3 separate regions of the Mus musculus genome follow, and regions 1 and 2 are each linked to region 3. Evidence: chromatin contacts called from public HiChIP or PLAC-seq and promoter capture Hi-C data. All regions are on one chromosome and are shown on one strand. Each heading gives the region's core, a stretch centred on a gene start, on an enhancer-like site or on the middle of the called end of the contact. The rest is flanking DNA. Distances are from core to core; before and after follow the strand shown.

Evidence for each region. HiChIP or PLAC-seq counts read pairs in DNA pulled down with a chosen protein or histone mark. Capture Hi-C pulls out chosen DNA fragments and counts their contacts.
Region 1: an H3K4me3 HiChIP or PLAC-seq map of embryonic stem cells shows a contact between it and region 3, with 18 read pairs. The contact joins the promoter of Prkcb here to the promoter of Plk1 in region 3. A contact is called at or near these places in 1 of 484 Hi-C or Micro-C datasets (embryonic stem cells), 3 of 115 datasets of contacts at active chromatin or transcription factors (the SCID.adh cell line, embryonic stem cells and memory CD8 T cells) and 2 of 9 other capture datasets (adipose tissue and liver).
Region 2: a promoter capture Hi-C map of liver shows a contact between it and region 3. The contact joins the promoter of Cog7 here to the promoter of Plk1 in region 3. A contact is called at or near these places in 4 of 39 promoter capture datasets (cranial neural crest, hippocampal neurons and liver), 4 of 484 Hi-C or Micro-C datasets (cortical neurons, macrophages and nephron progenitors), 3 of 115 datasets of contacts at active chromatin or transcription factors (the SCID.adh cell line, embryonic stem cells and extraembryonic endoderm stem cells) and 3 of 9 other capture datasets (adipose tissue, liver and pancreatic islet).

What each region holds. Positions count from the first base shown.
Region 1 is chr7:122,287,535-122,290,529 of GRCm38.p6, reverse strand. Prkcb (protein kinase C, beta) reads right to left here and starts at 1,405. Exons shown (of 17, transcript NM_008855.2): 1 at 1,013-1,405; 2 at 1-17. The coding sequence starts at 1,185.
Region 2 is chr7:121,979,982-121,982,980 of GRCm38.p6, reverse strand. It overlaps Cog7 (component of oligomeric golgi complex 7), which reads left to right and starts at 1,288. Exons shown (of 17, transcript NM_001033318.3): 1 at 1,288-1,564. The coding sequence starts at 1,396.
Region 3 is chr7:122,158,183-122,160,882 of GRCm38.p6, reverse strand. Plk1 (polo like kinase 1) reads right to left here and starts at 1,448. Exons shown (of 10, transcript NM_011121.4): 1 at 933-1,448; 2 at 179-347. The coding sequence starts at 1,340.

The DNA.
Region 1 (2,995 bases), core at 156-2,655, 130 kb before region 3:
CCTGCTTCCCGAAGCCCCTGTAAAAGCACAAGAGGGAGTATCAGTCTGAGGGGTCCAGTTACCAGCTAGTTTCACACAGTCGCCCTCTCCCTTCCCACTGTCCCTCTACCCCAGGGGCAACCTCCTAGCTACAGCCTGGTCTCCAAGGTGTCTTCCACCTTGGATGGGATTGGGAGGTACACTACCGGAGCTTGGCAGTAACCCCCACCTCACATCTCCCCTGCAGTACAGAGGCGACCACGACCACCAGGTGGCAGGATGCGAGGGTGCATTTCCGCCCGGGTGGGGGCGGAAGGCGGGCTGGATATTTGCCCAAGGAGATGCCGGGAGTACCCTCAAGGAAAGAGAAAAGGACCTGTCTAGGGGGAGGATGATAGGGACTTCACCACGGTGGTAACACCTGAGGGGCTAGGGGGCGGGGGGAAGGTCCCCCCATGCTTGGAGGGGCAGAGGGAAGAAAGGGGCCCTGCAGCGACTTGAGGGTGAGAACCAAGGAATGAAAGGGGTGCTCAAGACTCTGGAGGCGAAGTAAGAGATAACCCAGGGCACTGCTCTAGGGACGCAGAGGGAAGGATGCTCCACGCCCCGGGGAAGTAGAGGACACCCCAGAGAGCTGCCCCGGAAAGGAGGGGTGAGGGTGAGAGCTCCTCGAGCCCGGAAGGAGGCAGAAAGATCGGGAACCTCAGGCGAGAAAGACACCCGCGGAGCTGCCCTGCCGAGGAGGGACAGCCACACTGAGCCCTGAGCCAGGTGTCGAAAAGGCGCCTGCAGCGCTGTCCCTAGGCGCTCGGGCGACAGAGTGCAAGAGGGCAGAAGGCGCCTGGCGGCCAGCCGTCTGGGAGCAGAGAACCCAGCACCTGAGGGACTGGCCATCCGGGAGCGCAGGGCATAAGGGTCCAGCGGGATGGGGGTGATCACACGGCTCCTCCCCCCGGGGGCAACAACAGGGGTCCCCATGCGTGTCGCTGCCCTCTAGGGCCCCAGGCAGGTGGCCCGCGCGGCGCACTCTCACCAGATGAAGTCGGTGCAGTGGCTGCAGAAGGTGGGCTGCTTGAAGAAGCGGGCGGTGAATTTGTGGTTCTTCACCTCGTGCACGTTCTTCTGCCGGAGGGCGCCTTTGCGGGCGAAGCGCACTGTGCTCTCCTCGCCCTCGCTCGGCGGCGGCCCCGCAGCCGGGTCAGCCATCTTGCGCGCGCGGGGACTGGGGGGAGCCCCGAGAGGTGGCGGCCCCGGGGCGGCGGGACCGCGGGGCTGCAAGCCCGGAAAGGCGCGGGACTAGGCGGCCGCTGCTGCCGCCCGGGGACCGCAGGGCCGCGCTGCCCCTTCGCGCCGGCTCTGGCGGCGGCCGCGCGCGCGTAGCTGGGCTGTCACTCGCCCAGCTGCTGCCGCTGGTCCAGCTGTGCTTGGCACCGCTGGCCCCAGCTGCGGGGGAGGGAGGCGGAGCCCCAGTGTAACCCCGCCTCCCTCATTTGCATGAAACCCAGGCCCCGCCCAGAGCCGCCAGCTGCTTTACATATCGGCACCACCAGTACCACCAGCAGAGACACACACAGACACACACACACACATACACGTACACCGCAACCCGCAGGCCTCCCAGCCAAGTGTTCTTAGCCGCAGCGCTGCGGCGCGAGGACCGCAGTCTGCGCTGGACAGATCTGAGCCGCGCCCCTGGCACCCTGTCCTAGGCCCTGGGGTGCGTTAAGATGAGCACCTCGGTTGATCCAGCAATGACCAAACGCCTAAGGACCCAAGGGGCTCAAGGAGATGAGGGTTGAACAGGCTGGAAGCAGCCAGTTTCACCTTGGCCTCTGCAGAGACTGGTACCCAGCACCCTCCATCCATCATCCCATTGGTCATTCGGCATGCGTCTCCTGGAGGGATGGGCTTTCATTGTCACTCATCCGGAAAGGCCTGTGGCCACACACACACACACACACACACACCAAGGTCTGCAGAGGTAGGGGAGGACTATACATATATGCATATGTATATATGTATATATCCACCACAAAGACTTGTCTCCACTTGCTCGAACACTTAGAACTCTCTCCACAAAAAGACAGTTTCCCCAACCCCAAAATGGCTGGGCTAATGATGACAGGAGACAAATTTAATAAATGAGCGTTTCCCTACATTTCATTCACTTTTGTCCCTTCTGGTCATACTTGTGCAGTCTGTTAAAACAAAAGTCTATGTGATTGGAAATACCTAGGTTTGTGTGGGTTAAGATCTCCCCAGGTGCTGTCCTCACACCTGGGGCCTTCTTGTATTTGTTAGGAGAGATTTCAAATGTTCAGGGAACATTAATATCCAACGCCATACTCCCCTTGATGCCACTTGAAGGATGGGAAGATAACCAATGATACGACATTGCATGTTATATAAGGCACTGCATCTAAATCTCCCTCTGGTGTGATGCTCTACAGCCTGGGGATGAAAAATGGCATCTGACCGAACTCTTCCACACGTCCCCGGCATTGTTAATGACACCTTCATGTCTCCTGGTGTTGAGTTTAGCATCTGACAGCTCCTACAAGCCCAGTGAGCACTGCTTGAGTAAGTAACAGAATGGAAGAAGGTTACCTGTACCATGCATGACCTGTAAATGTGCAAAAATTAAAACTAAACATACAGGGTGTCAGGGAGGCTTGTGCACTGTCTCATTCGGTCACAACCATAACCTGTATAGACCAGGTAAGTTCTGTGAATAAGCAAAATTAGATGGAAGTGAGTAAGGGGTACACAGTCTCGGGGTTGTACAATGGAGGCTGTCCAGACTACAAAGTGCACTGGTGACAAAGGGTTGGGCCTCTGTAGTGGCAGAGCCTGGATACCACTCTGACAATTCCTACTGGGAGCTCCTGAGCAGAGAGTCACAGTGAGGTGTCTAGCAACTGCATGGTGAGCTATATACCTATAATAATACAGTGTCCTTCCCCTACATAGTAATGCAAAGGTAACAAGGGGGAAAAAGGCATTCACTTTTAAGGTT
Region 2 (2,999 bases), core at 39-2,538, 180 kb after region 3:
TACAATCTGGATCCAGAACTGAGAGAAAACGTGAACTTCGTCTTCTGGCTTCTTTTGCTTATTACCTTTAGCTGTATCCATTCCCCACAACACCATGTCCTCCTTTTGGGTACTGTACATATTTTTAAGTGCACATATACTCTTCTCCATGACAGACAAATATTAAGGCCATAGCAAGTCTCTGTACATTTAGAACAGAGTCATAATATGTGTTCCTGATACACGGAATTAAATTAGAAACCAACGCTAGAACATGCAGTGGTGGCTTAAGCCAGAAATCCCAGCATGTGGGAGGTTCGATCTTTGAGGCATGGGTTTGAGTTCTAGGATAGAAGAACGGAACCCGTCTTTAAAAACAACAAACAAACAACAACATCCTCACAACAACAACAACATCCTCTACTTTGCTATACTAGACAAGAGCAAAAAAAAAAAAAAAAATCGGAGAAAGAAAGGAAGAAGGAAGAAAGGTAGAAAGAAAGAAAAAACCTAACTAGTAAAGAAAATGATGGAAAATGAGTGGAAGAATTGGAGGAAAAGTAATTTTTGAAGATTATTGAAGATTACTGAAATTAGACCAGAGTTAGGGGAGACCATTATCAAATCTATAGAAATCTATGAGGAGAGATGGTCCAGCGGTTAATAGTACTGGCAGCTCTTCCAGAGGACCTGCGTTCCACTCCCAGCATTGATAACCACATGTAACATCCCACTTCCAGGAGATCTTTCATTCTCATCTGGCCTCTGCCCGCACCAGACAGGCAAGTGGGTCACACACATACAGAGGCAAAACACTCCATATAAAATAAAATAAAATTAAAAAAAAAACCAAACTGCTGCCGGGCGTGGTGGCGCACACCTTTAATCCCAGCACTCGGGAGGCAGAGGCAGGCGAATTTCTGAGTTCGAGGCCAGCCTAGTCTACAACGTGAGTTCCAGGACAGCCAGGGCTACACAGAGAAACCCTGTCTCAAAGCAAAACCAAACCAAACCAAAAAACCAAAAAACCAAAAAACCCAAACTGCTGTATGCATTTAGTGAGGACGGAAAACTAGCAACATTACTCCTACATACAGAGTTTATATTTCTCAGCTGCTCCCTTCTCAGACGTCAATCTTCTAGTCTTGAGGAAACACGCGTTTACTTAGTTTACTGCTCGACAAATAAGAGCAGAAAACGAACTGTCGTACCTGTCCGGACTGCGCGAAGCTCGCTGCTCTAACAGGAACAGTTGCTATGGTAATAGGCACCGACTTCCGGAAGAAGTACGGCGCGCGACGAGGGACATTCGGCCTCGGCGCGAGTGCGCTGACGGGGCGGCAAGTAAAGCTTGGTGGGTTTCGACGGGTGTCCCGAAGGCGGTGTCGCTCGGCGCCAACCCGGAGACCGCGCGCCATGGACTTCTCCAAGTTCCTGGCTGACGACTTCGACGTGAAGGACTGGATTAATGCGGCCTTCAGAGCCGGCCCCAAAGACGGGGCGGCGGGGAAGGCGGACGGTCACGCAGCCACCCTGGTAATGAAGCTGCAGCTGTTCATCCAGGAGGTGAACCACGCCGTGGAGGGTGAGCCACGCAGACGCCCACCCGCCCGCCCCGGCACCCGACTGCAGGACCGGGCCCAGGGGCCAAGCCTCTCCTTTGGTGGGAAAGCGAGCCCTGCAGTAGTCTGAGTTAGGTCTAGGCTTTGGTGTTCACGTCCGACGATGCCATAACATTTCCTTTAAAAACTAAAAACTAAAAACAAAAAAAAAACCCCAATAATAATAATAATAACAATCTGGGAGTGGTGGCGACCGCCGTTAATTTCCGCACTGGGGAGGTGGTGCTGGACGGTCAGGAATTCAAAGCCAGCTTCAGTTGCAAAGTGAGTTCGAGGCCGGCCTAGGCTATAGGATCGCTCTCGCCGGCTCTCGCACGCTCTTTTACTCTTCCTTCTCCTTCCCCCTTCTTATTTACAGTCTCACTCTGTCGCCTAGGTTCGCCTCAAACTCGCCTTCTGCCCCAGCTTCCCTAATTCTGGCATTACAGATATGTGCCCCCCCCCCCCAAAAAAAGCTCTTTGGGTTTGGAGTAATTGCTCAGTGGTTACTACTCTTGTAGAGAACCTAAACTTAATTCTCAGCACCCACATCAGTTGGCACACAACTACCTGTAACTCCAGTTCCATGGGATTCAGTGGCCTCCTTGGGCATAAACACTCACATGCACATACTGACACACAGACAAACATGGGTGAATGTAATTAAAAAATAAATCTTGAAAGAAGGCCTTTTGGAGGTGGTGGGGTAGATAGACTCTCATGTAACCCATACTGGCCTTGAATTTGCTCTATGATGGAGGGTGACCTTGAACTCTTGATCTTCATGCCTTTGATTCTGAAATTCTGGGATTATAGACATGTTCTGTCATGCCTGGCATAAAGAGTCACTTTTGAGAGCATTTAATAGTTAACTGGTCCTAGTATTTAGCAGTATATGAGAATGACACAAATCCATTAATATATCTTTGTAAGCTAAGGAAGATGGGCCATCCTGAATGAAGACTTTAACTGTGTGTGTGTGAGAGAGAGAGAGAGCGAGAGAGAGGAAGAAAGAGAGAATGAGAGAGAGAAGACGAGAGAGAGGGGGGGGAGAGAGAGAGAGAGAGAATGAGAGAGAAAGAGAGAATATATGTTGCTGAATCAGTGCTCCTCCTTGCTGCTTCACTGTGTTGAGGACACAGTACCACATAGATAGCCTGGGTTATGGTGCTGCAGCTTGGTTTCCAGGCATATTTTCCCCACATCTGCATGTGTGTGGGAGCAGCGAAAAAGCAGGCTAGTGCTTCTTAGTGGCTCCTGGGACCCACATCCTCGTGTTCTGAGGTGTTAAGGATGCAGCCATGGGCCCTGTCCCACACTTACCAGATAAGAGGCTAGCCGATGCTAAAACATGCTCAGGCCTAAGAACACAGGGCTAGCAGGAAACTGGAGACCGTGGTGTTCATGCCTCTAGTCTGT
Region 3 (2,700 bases), core at 199-2,698:
ATGCATCTAAAAAAAAGGCAAGGAAAGTGTCACACACACACAAACACACACACACACACACACACACACACACACACTTTCCACTTCCTAACTAGAGGGCAGCATCTCTATTTCCTCACCTTCCCCTCCTTGTCCCCTCCTGCCCTGACACCAGACACCCGAAGGCCCAGCACCTCACCTATTTTCACCTCCAGATCCTCGTTCAGGAAGAGGTTGCCCAGCTTGAGGTCCCTGTGAATGACCTGATTGCGGTGCAGGTACTGGCAGCCCAGGACTATCTGTCGCAGGTAGTAGCGGGCCTCAGGCTCGGTCAGTGCCTTCCTCCTCTTGTGCAGCTCCAGGAGGGACTGAGGAGGGAGAAAGAGGTCACTGAAGTCCAAGAAGAGTGGCTAGCTGGATGTGGCTAGGACTAGACGCTCGGAGTGGAGAGTCTTAGCAGGTTTCTGATAGTTCTACCCATACACTGGTTGGTCACTATCATTCACCAGACCCTCTCCTGAGTCTTCTCTCAACCCCACTCTCGACTCCCCTACCCAGGGCTTCCTCCTGGCAGGAGATTCCCTCCCTTTCCTGAAAGCTCTAAAATCTGACTCCAAACAGCCGCCCCCTCCCCCGACCCTGCCCCACTCCGGAAGTTAGAGGTGCGTGGCACACCAAGCCTGGGACCCTTCCTTAGCCACTTTATGAATCCATTTCCTGTACCGACTCGCTGCCTTGCGTCTGGGAGCTCCATCCCTAATAGCAACAGGATCTGGTCTCGGTTTCCCCAGAACCCCGGCCTCAGCAGTTCGGAGTGCCAAGTACCCTCGCTAGAAGCCTTTCCATAAAAGTTTGAAACCCAACCACTCCTCTAGGTCACTCCAAAACCTCGGTGCCCCTTTGTCAGCAAGTTCCAGGTGTGGGAGCCCCAGCACTGCGACTGAAACACTCACCCTCCTGCGACAGAGCTCCAAAACTACAAATACAAAGTCGCTGTCCTCAAAAAAGTCATGGAAGCCTACGACGTGTTGGTGTGCTAGGCTGCGGTGAATTGAGATCTCCATAGACATCTTCTCCTTCTGGTGGGGCTTGAGCAGCAAAGACTTAGGCACGATCTTGCCTGCGAACACCTCTTTTGTGTCTGCGTCTGAGATCTCGAAGCATTTGGCGAAGCCTCCTTTACCCAGAAAGCGCCCCCGTACATACTGCCGCCGGCTGCGTGGGTCCACTAGGACCTCCGGAATTTCTTTCGCCAGCGGGGCGGCCACTGGGGCACCGGGAACTGCATCTCCCGGAACCCCACCTTTCCCGAGGTCGGCTGGTGCTCGAGCCAGCTTTCCAGCTTTGGCCGCTGCATTCATGATGCCGAAGTTGCTCCACGAACCTGGCTGAGTCGGTGCAGAGGGTCCTGCTCTGCTCCGCTCCTCCCCGAATTCAAACGCGGCGCTGGGAACGTTACAAGGGCCTGCGCGTTGCTGATTGGCCGCGGGGATTTAAAATACAAACCCGCCCAGCGCGCGGCACCATGGGAGTGCTCTACGGCGCAGCCGCCTTTAAACTCCGATCTTGCCGGCGAAATTTTTAATGGGCAGGGACTGGAGGACTGCGTTTGCTCAGGATTGCCTGGGAAACCAGGAACGAAGCAACTACGTGAAGATCCCTAGAAGAACAGGATTCTGTCCTGCTTTCTGCTCCTCGGCTGGGGCGTGCTCATGTGGTTCACCTGCGCCTCCTCCAGGGGCTTCTCCTAACTGTTAAGATCTAACACCTTCCTCCACCGGACCCGGCCTTCTAGAACTGAAACTCCAGGCCAACCGGTAGCTTGAGAGTGCACCGCCTCCGCGGTGGACAGCCCTCTCCCCGGCTAGCCTAAATAAACCCAAAACTGAGCAAGCTCAGCAGGCAGATGCACCTTCACGGCGCAACGGACCGATCTCCTCTGTGGCACTAGGGGCTCCCAGCCCCTGAGAAGTAACTCAACCCTTCTCTTGAACAACGCAGGAGGCCAGCAGCATCTGCAGCACCTGGAATTCCCTAAGAAGGCAAAGGAGGGGCGTGGGTTCAGGATTACAAGTTAGCCGAGATCAGCCTCAGCTACCGCTCCACTAACCCCAAAGGAAAGAAACTTCCCAGGCATGACCTGCCGGTCAAACAAGACCTTCAGATGATTCCTATGCCCTGTGATATGTAAGAAACACCGGACGTCTGCCCCGCGATGCAAGGTTACCTGGGTTGTTCCAAGTTGTGTGGCCCAGAGCCCCAAATAGAAAAAATTAATTTTTTAGTCAGAGGTGGGGGGGTAGCTGGTTAGAAGAGTGCTAGCATGCCGGTATACCAAGGCCAAGTCTGCCCTGCCGAAGTGTCCGTTCAGCCTTCACTTAGGAAAAAAAAAAAATGAGCCGGGGCGTAATGGCACACACCTTTAATCCCAGCACTGGGGAGGCAGGCGGATTTCTGAGTTCAAGGCCAGCCTGGTCTACAAAGTGAGTTCCAGGACAGCCAGAGCTATACAGAGAAACCCTGTCTCGAAAAAAAAAAAAAAATGGATTTACAACATGTAAAAAGAGTGGCCACACAGAGCAGGCGTGTGGCTTTTCATAGAAAAAAACGGCCAGCTCTGGTCACTGTTCCCAGACACCCTCTTTGCCCCCCTGCCTATCTGGGCACTTAAGTGATACCTTCCGTTAGAAGCTGTTGTTGCTCTAGTTCCCCCAGGAGGGT